4 separate regions of the Mus musculus genome follow, and all the other regions are linked to region 4. The links are chromatin contacts, called in public HiChIP or PLAC-seq and promoter capture Hi-C maps. All regions are on one chromosome and are shown on one strand. Each heading gives the region's core, a stretch centred on a gene start, on an enhancer-like site or on the middle of the called end of the contact. The rest is flanking DNA. Distances are from core to core; before and after follow the strand shown.

Evidence for each region. Promoter capture Hi-C pulls out the DNA fragments that hold promoters and counts their contacts. HiChIP or PLAC-seq counts read pairs in DNA pulled down with a chosen protein or histone mark.
Region 1: an H3K4me3 HiChIP or PLAC-seq map of embryonic basal ganglia shows a contact between it and region 4, with 4 times the contacts expected there. The contact joins the enhancer-like site here to the promoter of Wscd1 in region 4. A contact is called at or near these places in 4 of 39 promoter capture datasets (cranial neural crest, embryonic stem cells, second pharyngeal arch cranial neural crest and 1 more), 7 of 115 datasets of contacts at active chromatin or transcription factors (embryonic basal ganglia, embryonic forebrain, embryonic hindbrain and 4 more) and 2 of 9 other capture datasets (adipose tissue and pancreatic islet).
Region 2: an H3K27ac HiChIP or PLAC-seq map of SST interneurons shows a contact between it and region 4, with 6 times the contacts expected there. The contact joins the enhancer-like site here to the promoter of Wscd1 in region 4. A contact is called at or near these places in 10 of 39 promoter capture datasets (the 3T3-L1 cell line, the HPC-7 cell line, cranial neural crest and 7 more), 8 of 115 datasets of contacts at active chromatin or transcription factors (SST interneurons, differentiating embryonic stem cells, embryonic basal ganglia and 5 more) and 1 of 9 other capture datasets (adipose tissue).
Region 3: a contact with region 4 is called in a promoter capture Hi-C map of embryonic stem cells. The contact joins the promoter of Pitpnm3 here to the promoter of Wscd1 in region 4. A contact is called at or near these places in 2 of 39 promoter capture datasets (embryonic stem cells and hippocampal neurons) and 1 of 484 Hi-C or Micro-C datasets (cerebellum).

Annotation. Positions count from the first base shown.
Region 1 is chr11:71,413,212-71,416,980 of GRCm38.p6, forward strand. No RefSeq gene overlaps it. Among named protein-coding and RNA genes, the nearest start is that of Gm16013, 21 kb to the right of the region's middle. Within about 2 kb of position 2,405, at least 20 of the 459 cell types and tissues checked have an H3K27ac peak or open chromatin away from gene starts, as enhancers often do. A contact at or near this core is called in embryonic basal ganglia and forebrain, where this site is marked.
Region 2 is chr11:71,387,607-71,391,574 of GRCm38.p6, forward strand. Gm33249 (a long non-coding RNA gene) reads left to right here. Exons shown (of 3, transcript XR_388798.2): 2 at 2,100-2,262. Among named protein-coding and RNA genes, the nearest start is that of Gm33249, 4.4 kb to the left of the region's middle. Within about 2 kb of position 2,220, at least 47 of the 459 cell types and tissues checked have an H3K27ac peak or open chromatin away from gene starts, as enhancers often do. A contact at or near this core is called in SST interneurons, embryonic forebrain, hippocampal neurons and 2 more, where this site is marked.
Region 3 is chr11:72,133,786-72,137,637 of GRCm38.p6, forward strand. Pitpnm3 (PITPNM family member 3) reads right to left here and starts at 2,104. Exons shown (of 20, transcript NM_001024927.2): 1 at 1,869-2,104. The coding sequence starts at 1,890.
Region 4 is chr11:71,749,606-71,753,050 of GRCm38.p6, forward strand. It overlaps Wscd1 (WSC domain containing 1), which reads left to right and starts at 1,410. Exons shown (of 9, transcript NM_001357965.1): 1 at 1,410-1,624.

The DNA of each region.
Region 1 (3,769 bases), core at 1,155-3,654, 340 kb before region 4:
GAGGCCCAACCAGGCAGTCCAGTTAGGGGAAGGGGATCCAATGACAGGCAACAGAGTCAGGGGCAGCATCCTCCCCTGCTCTAGTTGTTAGGGGACCCACAAAAAGGTCAAGCTGTACATCTGCTACAAATGTGTAGGGTGTCTAGGTCCAACCCCTGCATGCTCTTTGGTTGGTGATTCAGTCTCTGTGAGCCCCTATGGACTCTGTAGGTCTTCTTGTGGTGTCCTTCACCACCCCCACTCTCTCAATTCTACCCCCAACTCTTCCACAAGACTCCCAGAGCTCTGCCTGATGTTTGGCTGTAGGTCTCTGTCTCTGTCTGCAGGCATAGCAGAATGTGTTGGGGGTGGGCTGTCTCACATGAGACAGGTCTCAAATTGAGTCAGTCATTAGTTGGCTCTACCTTCAATCTCTGCTCCATCTTTATCACTGTACGTTTTGCAGGCAGGACAAATTTGGGGTTAAAGGTGCTGTGGGTGGATTGATATCCCTTCCCTCCACTGGAACTCCCTTTTGTAGGATATAAAGAAGGGTCCCAGCTTGGATGGTTCATTCCAAGCATCCCTTGCACCCTGTGCTGAGGTTTGTGGAGGGTGAAGCATCCCAGGAACATAGCCCTCGATCCAGGAATTGGTATTAAAGTTTACACTTGTTCTGCCTGACCTGTGCTGTGTGACAACACTTGATCTGTGGTGCCTCAATCTTCCTATCTGTAAAATGGAGCAAAGAACACATCTGTTTATAGCTCACCGAGATTGCTTTGAGAGAATGGGGCAATGGAATGGAAATGAGTACAAGAGTGATTAATCATGGACAGTGTATATTCTGGAGCAGTAAGTGGCTTCCAGGGCCTCCCTCCCAGATTCCAGATGCCCACAGATGCACAAGACTCTTACATAAAATGGGATAGTGTTTACATAAAACCCCTGGACATCTTTATGTGTATTTTAAATGATCTCCAGATTGCTTAAATGTAAAATGCAGTATAAATACTGTGTAAATAGTTGTTAATACTATATTATTTGAGAAATAATAGCAAGAAAAACTCTCTATTCATTCAAGACAGACAGCATTTCTTGTGAGGTTAGATGCTGATATCAGAAGGTTCTGGTACCTGGCAGCATCTTCAGAGCTTGTCCAGGCGCAAGGACAAAAGGCCAGCATTGTGTTAGTCCTCTTTCATTGTACTCCTGTTATTTCTAGTGGCAGCATCGGGGTTTAACTTCAGCTTTGAAGGTAGGCACTGATGTACCCACTTAAGAAATGAGGAAGCTGAGGCTTTAAGGTTTACGTTCCTTGATAAGAGTTACGGTTATCGGGTATCCGAGTCCCTGCTTTGTAAGTGTGTCCTTCTGCTTCTCAAAAGCAGCCAAATACCAATCCCTACACTGTGTGGTGCTGAGGAACTACACAAGGAACTGCTCTCACAATATCTCTGCATTGATTTCTAGTGCTCAGAGCGATTCTCTTGATCCTTTTATTTTCCTAGTTGAACAAATATCCAGTCACTTCTCTGTATCGACAGTGACCACATTGCCTACATAGCCTCAGCCGTGTCCCTGTACCCTGGGTAACAGGTCCTCAGCCCCAAGTGACCACAGATACCTGGGAGAAAAGGTTTTTTACAAGCCTTCTTGAATTCTTTCCCTTCATTAGTCTACTGCCTGGGAAAATTCCCAGATTGTCCCTTCCCCCACCCCCAACCCAAAGCCACTTTGTTGCGCTGGCATAATTTCTTACAATAACATTAACATATCACTGGAGCTCATTACCTTTGGTGTAATAGTTCCCTATTGAACTGTGTCAGACTAATTATGTCAGTTCCTTTTCATTCCAGTTTAGTGCTTCTCCTGAGAGTCACAGTGCAGCACTGGTAATAATGATTAAACTGCTGTCTAATGCTCCACTGGATGGCCAAACCAAACAGGGAAATTCCTCGATGAAGATGGGACTCACACAGTCCTGCATTTGATGCAATTTGCTGCTTTAAAAGTCATTCCCTGGTGGCCATTTCTATGTGACATTGCAGGGCTGGCATTGTTGGGGAATGAGAGGGCAAATTAGAGGAGGAAATAACTTTGCAAGACCTGAAGTCACCAAGAAGCAACTCAAGTACTTTCCACTAGCCTGGGGAGCCTTGGAGTTCTGATGGGGACCATCTGGAGCCCAGCTCTGTAGCTCAGCCACTGGAGGTGTGGGTATACAGGAAGAGACCAAAGTAATGAATCAGGACAAGCCAATATCAAATGCTTGAAGCTCTGTTACTAGTGTCAGCTGAAAGAGGCCCTGGAAGATGAATGAAAATGAATCCATTTTCCCCATCCAGTGGTAGTGGGGAGAGCTCTTTGCTGGAGCCCAAGTGAGGCATGCCTTTGTCCTTTTGCATAAAGGGAAGGAATGAACCTCACCCTTTTGCAGGAGCATCGACAGAGGGCTGATGCCCTTTACCACCCACAGGGATGCTAATCTGTTCTAAGAACCTATCACCAACGATTACCATTCTAATAACAGCAGCTAGAATCAAATAAGTGGCTACTTTGTAAAGGCACTGAGTTAAGCTTTCATTTAACATCCAGAAAGAACTTTATGGGGAGGGAGTGTCTTATAGCTCCATTTTGCGGATGAGAATCTAGGTATGGGGAGATGACTTAATTTACACTTAATCTGGGTCGTCTGTGCTTCCACCCTGAGCTGTGTCCTCAAGATACTTTGTTAGCATGGTGAACACTACCTCAATTTTCTCGAGTCAAGAATCAATGGGTAATATCAGTACAGAATGAGCCATTCTGTGGGCAGGTGAGGACACAGGCCTGGAGAGCACAACATTTATTTGATCACAGTGGCTTGTTATGTGCTTGGCTCTATGAGGTGCAAGGGATCCTGGGATCAGTAAGAACTATCATAGACTTTGCTTTCCCAGGGACTTAAATTTATTTTGTAGCATTAAGACAGGATATTGGTACCAAAAAGGTGGGTAGTTCTGTACAAATTTCTAAAAGTATACAATTGACCCTCAAACAGGATACCCTGCAGAGGCTGGAGAGTGGTGGGATACATGCTAGTGAAAGCCCACGTTATGCATGGACTGCTGAAGGTGATTTGATGAGGCCTTGGAAGAAAACAGTGGAGAGCTGCAAAGGGTATCTGAGATATCTTAGAGTATCTGAGACATTAAAAATGTTTAGAAGCATAGATGGTCCATAGTCTATTTTGTTCTGTTATCACAAAGCTATTACCAGAGACTGGGTAACTTATAAAGAAAAGAAACTTGTAGTTCTGGAGAATAGGAAATCGAGTGTCAAGGGGCTAAGATTCAGCAAGGGCTTTTTTTGCTGCTTTGTCTCATGGCTGAAGGTGAAAGGGAGGCATAAGAGGCTAAGAGAGTTTTTCATTTACATTGTTCAATAGGGAACTGTAGTTCTTTGCTAATTTGTGGGTCCTTCTTTCTTCCACCCTTCTTCACCCTTTTCCAACTCCCTAACACTAGATAAAAGAACTCAGATTAAAGTCAGGGGTTGAAATGGGGTGATATCATTCTTAGACAACTTCCTGCCCATTTAGGGGTGTCAAGTTCCTTGGGGCAAATTTGATCGTCACCATTAGGATATCTAATTTCTTCTTATTTCTTCTTTGTGCATGACTACTAACAAACTGCAATCAACAATGACCAGTGACAACAACCAAACCCAACAACCTCCCATCCTGCCTCTCAGGGCCCTAGTGTTTATATACCCTCTGAAAATTCCCCAGAATTACAAACATCAAACA
Region 2 (3,968 bases), core at 970-3,469, 360 kb before region 4:
TCAACAGTGTTCTGAGAGTGTCTGGAGAGCTGGCATCCCTGACAAAACACAGGGAAATGCTGTTCCCTTCTACACACGCTGATAAAAGAAGGCAAGTCTGGATTTGGAGCACATCTTTCCATGATGGCAAAACATTATCTTTTCTTTATGAATAATAGAAGACACTTGGCTTGCTCATAATTTTTTAAAAACTGTAGTCATAGTAACACGTGTGTTGCCTGTTAATATGAGATCTACCACCCACTTCTTGAAGACAACAGTTTATTTTTACAATGTGTTCTTATGTCCCCAGCAGAGCGATCTCTATTAGATTTGCAACTCAACCAAAATAAGCTACAGGGGAAAAATTGACTTTTCTACTAGTGGGATTCCCAGCTATGACCCTTGTGGGGTAACATAAAAGTTGAGTTCTTTTGAAGGAAAAAGAAAACATAGTATGGAACAAAAGAGACAAATCTTTGATGAAAAGAATCATAAGGGATTGTGCACAACCAGAGTGAGGGGTGTCTGCCTATACATGCCAGTCTCCTAAGGAACCCAGGTCAGGTTTCATAACACTCAAAACACAGGGAGACAGGGGGAGAGAGAGAGAGAGAGAGAGAGAGAGAGAGAGAGAGAGAGAGAGAGAGAGAGAGAGAGAGAGATTCCAGGCATGTCCAAGTCAGGGGCCTTTGTCTCTAGTATGAATGTGGCCCTGCTTCGCAGCTGTGAAGGGAAGGGACTAGGTGTTAAATGAACATGAAGTATGCTTCCTCTTTCATGATTGACACATGTCATATAGTGTGCAGCAAGGAGGAAGATGTGGATGCTTAGTGTCAGAATGGTTAGGGGATGGTCGCTGGCTGCAGCTGTCCTACAGGTGTAGGGCTGCCCTTGGCTGCTCTCTTTACTTGTGAGTAATTCCACAAGGGCAAATCGACTGACAGTCCTCATTTGCCAAAGTTCCCTAGAACTGTCAGAATGAGAGTCTCCTGTGGAAAGAGGATCAAGGCAGTACAGCATCTTGTTCTCCAGAGAGAGTGGTATAATGGAGATTTGGTGCCCCCTCCACTGGGTGAGTTCTGTAATAACTTATTATGGGGACCAAAGCGGATCTCATCCACTGAGTGTGTCCCGGTGAGACCTCTGGTGTAGGGGCCTGGTGGAGAGACACAGGTTGCTCAGCTGAAAACATCTGGCTCTTTGTAAGAATCCAAACAATGTGTCTTGGTTCTAAAAGCATTTGTTCACTCAAACTTTGTTTGTATATGTTAATGAAGTGTTTTCATTCAGAAATACAAGCATGAAGAAAAGAGAGCCACACTCATGATTTGGAACAGGACTCTTATCTGAGAGATAAAAAGCAAGGCGAATTAAAAACTCAACTAAGAAGATGTAAAGTGGTGTGTGTGTGTGTGTGTGTGTGTGTGTGTATGTGTGTGTGTGTGTGTGTGTGTGTGTGTGTGTGTTTTACTGGCACCTGGAACACAAGGACATCCTCTTTGAAGAGTGGTCTTGCAGATCTGAATTATATTTTGGAGCTCCAAAAACAACATGGAGAATAGAGGTCCAGGCAGGAGATCTGCAAGTGCCAAGAGCCTGAGAAAGGAAACCCTGATTTTTTTAAAGACTGGTTTGACTGCAGACTAGAAGAAGATGATCCTGAGTTTTTAGAAAGAATTTGCTTCAGTGGTGAGAAGCAGGTGTATGTGGGATGCTGAAGCCAATTTCAGCATTAACATCCCAAAGCTGCAGGTACTTTCAGGAGGTAAAGCCCAGTTCTGTTGCAGAGTGCAGCCAGGAGGTATCTGTTGGCAGGATGATTTCAGTACCCTCTGTAGCATACTTGTGAAGGTCAAGAGATGCAGTGCACAGGACACACGTATCTCCGCCCCTAGCTCATAGAAAGTACTTGATACTTGCTGGCTCACATTTGTATTGTTTAGCCTGGATTTAAATTCTGTCCCATTCTCTTCTGTATGCCATCTTCTAGCTCTATCTGACCCAGTATCTGCATCTCTTGGCTTATCTGTCTCAGTCCTTCATTCTGCTCTCATTCCCTTTCACTCTCTCCGCTCTTTATTTTATTCTGTTTCTGTCTCCCCCTTCCCTCCTGCCAGACTGAGAGCAGCTGTGTGCTCAGCCCAGGATCCGGCAGCTCTCCGTGGTGCTGACGAGGATGATGGGTCCCAGGCTTCCACCCTTCATTAGGGACCAGAGATGGATGGTGATGTTTTCCCCCTGAGCAGCCAATCAGCGAAGACTCTCCATCTGCTGCAGCAGGTAGAGGAGCCTCCTGCTCTGGAGCACATAGGAGCCCTTGGTCATGAGAGCAGCTGCCTTTCCACCCCCTCATGCAGGCACACTTAATCCTGCCTTGTCCTGGCCCATATGGCCTCTGCGGGGGCTGGAGCAGGGGGTGCTTCCTGGTTTCTGGACTGAATCGAAGCAGATTGGAAGAGGATTTATTTCTCCCGCTCCAGTGGTGCACAGCGGCTCCCCTGGTGTGTGTGTGTGTGTGTGTGTGTGTGTGTGTGTGTGTCACAGCCCTTTAGGAAATACAAGCTTTTTCTCCATGGAAAATTTGCAGAAGAATGGTGGCAAAATCTTTACTCCTCAAAGGTTGGGGGGGGGGGTGGAGGTAAAATGATCTGATAGGATAAAGTGTGACTGAGGAACTTCCAGCATCCATCTCAGTCCTGACTTCATCACTGTGTGATCTTGGAGAAAGGGTAGCTTGGACTCCTTTCTCCAAAACAAAGGCACTCAGGCTTATTCCTGGACACAGGAGTGGGCTTGGCAGCTGAGCTGTGTACGGACCAATAGCTTAGGATTTGGAGTGTTTTCTAGGCTCGGGTTCTGTGCTGTGTGCTTTACATGCATTACTGTAAAACGCCCTTAATCTAATAAAGTAGGATCCATTTGATGGCTGAAGAAGAAAATGAGGCCTCTGAGAGATCACACACATGCACACATATACACACACATGCATGCACACACACACACACACAGACAGACAGACAGACAGACACACACACACACACACACACAGAGAGAGAGAGAGAGAGAGAGAGAGAGAGAGAGAGAGAGAAGCTACTAAGTGAGCTCAGGTTTGTCTCACTGCAAAGTTCATGACCCTCTCTTGCACCTTGTTCCCCACACTGCCCTGGAAGCTGAGCTGTGGCTGATGTCCTCAAATCCAGTTGTCTTGCTGGGCAGATGGCAGGGTCTGAGTTGGCAAATCTCAGGATGACATCCAGGCCCCTCACCCTTGGCCACCCCAGAGGACACTTAGAGAGAAGGATTTCGAAGTTCCTTACCCCAGAAAGAGACCATCTGCTCAGTGATAAAAGTCTACGACTTTCTCTAACACTTTCAGCCATCAGACGCTAAGCAGACCAGGTGTCTGATGACTTATTTGTCTAGAGAGAGCAGAGTTGTATCTGGATAAAGAAGCTCCTCCGGGTGCAGGAGGCCCTGCTTAGTACGGTAAGATTCTAGCCCAATGCCTGCATTGTGCAGAGGGCTGGTGCTCTTCTGCTGTCTTGGTTTTTCATTATAATGATTGAAATGAGGGTCTGGTTCGTGTTAGGATCTCTCAAATTCTGGCTCCAGCTGCCATGCCTAGTACTTGAAGCCATGCTTTTCTGTCATGGTAGACTCTTATCCCTCTGGAACCATAAAACCAAAATAAACTCTTTCCTCTATAAGTTGCTTTAAACCATGGTATTTTATCACAGCAACAGAAAAGTATTGCACACTCAACCTTTCTGGAATAGACTTAGGAGGCTCAGCAGGGAAGGATTCAGAAGTGAGTTGAGTTTCTGTAACTTGGATGTCCAGCTTTTTAAGTATGAATTTGGCTACACTTCCTACTTTCAAATCAGAATGGGCTTAGTCTCTCACTTGTCATATTTTAGAAAATAATCTCAGTAAATGAAGAAATTTGGTGATTTTGGATCATGTGTACAAAAGCAAAGCCTCGGTGC
Region 3 (3,852 bases), core at 854-3,353, 380 kb after region 4:
AGAGCTCCTTGGGGTGGCAGCTGAGTAAGAGACAGAGAGGCACCAGGCAGGTGGTCACAGAGGAGGGAAGTCTGGCTTGCTCTGAGGGAAAGGACTGAGACTGTGAAATGGAAAAGTTGTAGAGCAGCCCCAGGCAGCAGTCTTGGGAGGCCTGGCCATTTCTTCACCTTCTGCAGGGCACTCTCCCCATGGATCTCAGCTAGGGACCAAAAGACCCACAATCCAATTCATAGGACCTGGGGCTGCCCTTCTCCCAGAATGAGGAGGGGAGTAGAAAGATTCCTTAGCATCCAAAAAAACAAAAGCAAAACAAAACAAAACCAAAAAAAACCTTGGTCTTGCATCCAGGCTCACCTAGACCCTCCCAGCCATCTTCAGGGAGCTATTTGCTTCCAAGGGCTTTAAAAGGGGAGTACCTTCCTACTTCTCAGAATCATGGGGCAGTAAAGGGCTTAAGTATGTTACCTGGTACACAGGTCAAGAAGAGATTTCTCTAACTACTCTTGCTACTGTGGTGCCCTGGCAAGAGACCTGGATCCGGACGTCCAGACCTGTGCTCACACATGAGCACATGTAGAATGGGTAGCAGAGACGCATGCTCTTCCTTTATGAAGAGCAGGGGTGGGGAGGGACCAAGGCAGGAGAAAGAAGGGAGCAGAGAGCCTTTTCCAGCCTCCTGGTGTCATCTCACTGTGCCTCCCTCGGGAGGGGAGGGGAGGGAAGTGGGAAAGGGGGTGTTTAGATGCATTTGCTTATGCTGTCTCACACAAACAGCCTCTCCCTCACAGGATTCCTCTGCCACACCTGAGTCACAAGGCCAGTCCATGCCAAGGATTGGGACCTGTCCCAGGGTCGCAGGCAGTTCAATGGCACTCACATCTAGAGTGCGGGCAGGTGGTCATGTTCATTCCATCTTTGCCATGCCTATGGGTGGAGAAGTGGGGTTCACACCAGGCCCCACGGGGATGGCATGGCACCTGCCAACGTCACAGGCTGGGAGTGAGTTCATGGCAGATTCTCACACGCCAGAGCTCCCAAGCTCAGGACTGTTGAGACCAGCCTCATCCATTTGTGGCCAGCCCTATGAACACTGGCTTTCCTCAACTTGGCCTTTTAGGGCACTGTAGGGGTCCAGGGCACAGAGTGGGGAGTCCGGGGCTAAACCTGGTCCCCTCCAGGTCCTAACCAACTCACAGGGCCTGACATCAGAGCAGATGCTGGTGAATGAACGCCTGACTGGATGAATGAAGGGACGACTAACACCTACTCCCTGGGATCCTTGGGCTACAGCTCTGAGCTTGCAGGAGAGCCGAGCCCATGGGACCCCAACAGAGGCCCCGCCTGCCTAGCCCGGCACCTGAGGCTCTGCCTCTGGGTCAGGTGGGAGGCGGGGAGGCTCCCCAGCCATAGTGTACCCCTCCAGCGACGGGACCAGTAATCTGGGTCTCTTAACCCAGCTGGTGGCAGGGGCGGGGGACTGTCGCATCCAAGATAGAGAGTGACAGGACAAGGGGGCGCGTCCTGGTTTGTTGGGGCGTGGGATGGATCAGCGACCGCGGGACATCCCCTTTGGGTTCCGGTGCCGGGGTCTACTCCCCCGGTCTCCCGGAGGGCAGCGACAGCTCCGAACTGCCGACTGGACTGAGGAGCCGTGGACCTGACCCAGTGCAGCGGGGCAAGCGGGATGCGGTGTCCCACGAGGTGACTGGGGGCGCGGGAAGGACGCAGGGCGCGCGGAGCCCCTTATGCACGCCCCGGGGTCCGGGCGGGTCGCCGCGGTCACTGTGCCTCCGCCCACCTGGTTGGGGGGCTCACCTGGGCCGAGCGATCCCTCCCGCCACCCGCCGAGCGCCCCGCGCCGCGCTCACCTGCGCTGCCCGCCTTGGCCATGTCCCGGGCGGCGGGCTCCGCTGTGCTGCCGGCGCTGCTCGCTCCCGGCCGGGCCCCGGCGCCTTCGGCCGGAGCGGACTCTCCGGGCGCCGCGCCCCGCGCCCCCGCCCCGCTCGCTCGGCCGCCTCCACCGCAACCGCCGCCGCCTCGCCGCTCCCTCCCGCTCCCTTAAAGGAGCCGAGCGGCGACCGCGCCGCCCCCCCTCCGCGCCGCCGGGGAGGGACTGACGACGGAAGGCGCCCGACACCGCCCCCGCGGGCCCGCACCCCCGCCCGGAGCCGCGCGGCCACCGCAGCGCGCGGGAGGCGCAGCCCACTGATTGCGGCCACTGAGACCCCGACCCTCGCTGAAAGACAGACGTAGACAGACTCCGGATTACAGCTCGGAGACGCTGCGGGCCAGGCAGGGATGAAGACATGGACTGCGAGCCTGGGGCGCAGTGACCCTGAGACAAGGCACCAGAAAGAGGCGCTCCTAGGGCAGAAACACCCTTGGGAGAGAGAGAAATTCAAGGAAATCGGAGCTGGCTAGAGTCTGTGAGGACAGGGAGAGCAAGGAAGACCAGGACCCAGGAGACTGAGAAACCTAGAACGAAGTCTCGCAGAGATGAGAGGGGACTTCTCCATCAGCTCCCAACTCCAGGGATGCTGGATGCCTGCATCTGCTCTAGTCTCAAGAGAGGAAAGCTTTTGTCCTTTAGCACTAAAGGATCCGTTAAACCTGCAAACCCCACCTGCCAGTAAACGCTAAGCAGAGTTTGTGGGGAGCCTGGCAGAAAGCAGTGTGTCCCCCTAACACTTTCTCACAGAAGTGCTGACATTCTAATTAGCGGGCCTCCTGAGACATTTAAATTGTGGTTTCTGCCCACTGCAGTCAGGGGATCCACAGGAGATGGTCAGTCGTTTTAGATGGGGCCTAGAAGGTAGGGTCCTGGAGAGAGCAGTCGGCTCCCTAGCTCAGTTCCAGGCGAGGCCACTTCCTCCCTGCTGACGGTTAGGGTGAGGGCTAGGCTCCTTAGAGGACTGTTGGGCCTTCCCTGAAGCCTGTTTTTCTCCCACAGTCTGCAGCCAAGCACCCACACTGGGCACTAGACAGTTCCACCCCTAGGCCAGCCAGGACTTAAGTGCCCCATCCACTGCCCCATAGAAACAAAGCACACAAGGGGCCTCTACGGGACACACCCATTTCTGGGCTTTGACTCCTTCAGCCTATCCAGGTTAATCAGCCTTACACTCCCTCTTTAGTCTATCAAAGGCTCAGCCTCAGGCAAGAGTCTTCCCGAAACTTTTGCACAGAGCTAGCAGCAACAAAGTTCTTCACCTCAGCGAAAGGAAGTCTGTATCGCCTACTCATGGACCTCTCCCTGCTTTCTGATGCCTCATCTACCAAACCAGGCTTTCCTAGGGTCCTCTGTGCAGACCGAACAACGTGCCTTCACTCACGACAGCTAGCTAGCATGCTTTGACAAAGATTCTCCATCTTAGTTTTAGCTATGACTGTCTCACCTCTCAAAAAACCCTTTAGTCCCAAGGACTCCAGAGTGGGACAGCAACACATCTTGTAGACATGGAAGTTCAGAAGCCCCAAAGTCCTGGATCCAAAGCTGTTCACCATCTCAGGCCACTGGCTACTAGCAGGGAGGGCACGGATACCACCTTTCTACCTCTAACTCTGGAGTGCTCCCCCATATTGGAACTGCAGTCTGTGTGGCTTTCTGTGTGAACTTTTGTTAAGTCTGGATGTACCCTCTGGGGTGTACTGTGTCACCCCACTTTATGCAGAGGAAACAGGCTAAGACAATTCACTGTCCTACAGAATTCCATTTCAGGCCTGAGCTCTGTCCCTCTGGGTCTCCTCCTTCTTACACTTCCCTGAGGCTCTGGGAATTTCAGAAGCTTAGCAGTTTGTATAATGTCTCCATTTGGCCACCTGGTCTGTGGGTCCATAAGTAGTGACAGTGGA
Region 4 (3,445 bases), core at 160-2,659:
GCTATGCAGAGGATACTTTCTTTGCAGGCCTGGAATGCTGAGATAGCACAAAATCCCTCTGCTCCTACCCAAAACTCCCAAGGCTCCAAAGAGTTCAACCTTCATCCCCAGACCCAAGACTCTTCTGTGTAAACTTCAACAAGCCCTTTCCCCACCAGGGTGCCTTTCGACTGCACCGCCAGAAGCTTTCTACGGGTCCCCTTCCAAGCCCCACTGCTGCCCTGCACCTGTTGAAAGCCCACTTCTCTGAGTGGCTGAGCAGCTCTGCCCCTAGCGGAAGTTGGAAGTAAAAAACTTCCATTCAGGAAGTCCGTTAGAGCCACTGCCACCTGCTCCTGATGCCTCCTCTCATCCTGTCCCCAGCATCCAGCAGCCTCCAAGAACATCTTGGCTGTCAGTCTTGGGTGAGAACTATACCCACTGTTGTTTAAGGAAGAGCAGGGTAGATGCTGTGACTTGGGGGCTTCGAAAGGGGGAGCAGAGCTTCCCAGTGGGGTAAGTCTTTATTTAAAAGGAGGGCTGTATATAGACCTATGTGCCCCCCCTCTCTGTGGTGTGTGTGTGTGTGTGTGTGTGTGTGTGTGTGTGTGTGTGTGTACCAGTGAGGCAATGTCCCTTTACACTCTATATCAAGAAGGTCTGTCTCCCTGTGTCAATGTGGGCAGAGTGATAAGCTGCTGGCAGAACCCCAGGTGTGTAAGGAGATGGTGTGAGTATCTTTGCCATTTTGTAATTCTGTGGTACTGTCTCAAATTGTGTGTGTGTTTCTAGCAAGTGCTTGTTTCTGAGTGGCTGTGTGTCAAGGAGAGTTAGGTGAATGTGCCTAGCTCCCCCAGTATGGGACAGTAATCCAGTGTGTGCCTGGGTATTTACATTAGAGTGGTACAAATTTGTGTGGCTCTGTATGTGTGTGCAACTGTCCGTGTCCTAGCTTGCTTCTGAGTGAGTGGAGCAGAGTACAGAGTGTGTGAGTGTGGGTGTCTGGTGATTCAGTGTGTATTTGTATCAGCCACTGTGCGTCTGCCACCACGTCTGCATCTGAGTGTGGCGGCGTACTGCTGCGAGTGGCGATGCCCAGTGTATTCCTGTGTGCGTCTGGTGTGAGCACCATGGTGCGTGCTAGAGCCGGCTAGGCTGCAGTGGTAGGCTGTGGCTGGGCGGGTGCAACAGAGTGGTCAACGTCTTGTCTTGGCGGTGGCGAGTAGTGCGTGTCACCCGCGGTATGTGCGTTGTCTCGCAAGCCCGGACAGATCACCCACATACCTCCCGCCACGAAGCCAAGCTGCGACCCTTCCTGGGAGCCTAGAAGAGGGGGGTGCGCGGAAGCCTCTAGGACCCGGCGGAGGCCGGCCGCTGTCCCCGGGCCGCGCGAGTGAGCATGTGCAGACCGGGCGCCCGCTCGCCCGCTCTGCGCCCGCCACTCGCTGTACTCCGCGCCCGCGGCTCAGCTGGGCGCCCGCCCGCTCCGCCACTGCTCAGCGCGGAAGTCCGCAGCCTCGGGGAGCTGCGCGACGCGGGCCTGGGAGCGCGGGTGCGCTTGCTACAGGCGTCTGAGCTTTGGGCACTGCGGGCTGCGGGCTTGGCGCCCCGGAAGGCGGGTGCCCCAATCGGCTGTGATCGCTGGGTGAGTCCTGTCTTCGAGGTCTCCCAGCCAGGACCCTAGCACGGGCTGCGAGCCGGATCTACCCCCGCCCCGGGCAAACAAGTTTGTGTAGATGCGACTGGGAGCGCGCGGGGTTGCACCTGCTGGGGGCGCGGGGTTGCACCTGCTGGGGCGCAGGGCGCGCTGGCGAGGCGCCTTCCCGGGGCCGGCGCGCCAGGACCGTGGCGGATGTGTGGGTAGCATCTCACCACGTCTGGTCTTGGCTGGATGTGCACAGGCAGTTGCACCAGCCGCTTCTCCGCCGGAATCCCGGGGACGTCCGGTCTGACTCCCCGGTCGGGCTGAGGGCAGGTTTTGGGGTGCGCACAGCCTCCCTCCTAGGTGGAGACGTTCGTCAGAAGCTGCTCCCCCCTCTCTCGTTCCATTCCCAAGCTAGGCTTCCGGTCAGCGAAGGGTTTTCTCCGGTCTCTTGATGAACTTGAACACAGGCAGAGGCAAAACAGAAACGTATGTATTTTGTTGGAAGAAATTACCCGGTGTCGCGCTTTGCATCTTTCTAAGGTGTGGATGGAGACTCGTGGCTGGATGCTCTGTGTGCTGTTTTTCTTTGCTAGTCAGAAGCATCCCTGGCTGGGTCAGCTGCTTCAGGGTAACCTATCTAACTGCTTTTCTGGGTGTCTGTGCTCCGCTGATGGTCTTAGTCCTACCAGCTAGTCCACGGGGAGTCCGAATGGGAATAGGACCTCTGCCCCATCTGCTTGCTGACAGATTGGCAGTTTCCAGCACCCACAGCCCTACCTTGGGACCCGGCCCTCACTCTCCGTCGTAGGCTGTAGGCTACTTTTCAGACAAAATGAACAAACTCGGTACTCCCCTGTACTTTTGTCACCTCTTCTCTCCTGTTGCGAGAACAGTATTCTTATATCTACGGACCAGCTTTGGTAGGAACCCATACGTGGGGTTCAGGAACTCAACATCAGATACGGGAAGTGAGGGCTGTAAGGATTGTAAGAATAAGAGGAGCTTTATGCTGGGCTGGGTGGCTCTTTCTGTAGACAGTATCCTCACTTGGTGGCTATCTAACTGAATGACTACACGTGCTGGCCAGAGAGCTAGGGAGAGCTTTCTTTGTGTAGGTTTGGTTTCTTCCAAGCATGACCTCCTACCACACATATATTCTTAACTGAAATCCCTCAAGAAGATGCCTGTGGGGAGGGGCTGCTAAGCCCCCAGGTTCAGGGAAGAGCCAGGCATCTTCCTTTGTAGTGGTTGAGGGCAGCTTGGCCAGCTACCAAGCTGGGGGTAGTGGGTGCAACTGTCCCCTTATCTCCCTGACATCATGACTACTCCCAGCCATCCCAAAATTGTCCCATCGATCTTTGGAGGAAACTTATCTTGGGGTGAGGAGATCCCTCTTTTCAACGGGCACTGAAGTCCCTGGCATAGACAGTACTGTCCTATGCTTTGACCAGAAGTGGAGAGCAACTTGGATTTAGACAGCAGATGAGACCCCTGTCCTTTTCTTCTATCTGCCTCCCCCAGCAGGTGGCACCTTCTGGGCCATCATTTGGCCTGCTGCTAAATGTGAGCCTCAGCCTGGCTAGTTCAACCCAAAGACTGCAGCGCTAGTCAGCGAGTCTCACAGATGGTTCTTGTAGAATCACTGAGCAGAGCCTGGGAACCCACAGCCTCCAGGTCCAGGCTGAGCCATATGTGAGCAGGGACTGATGGGAGAGCTGCACTTCTCTTTGCAGATACTCCTGGCTTGTACTCTCATCTAGCTCCATCCTGGCCAGTTTTCCTGAGACCAGCTCTCTTTGAAATTAAGACCAAGTACTTGGG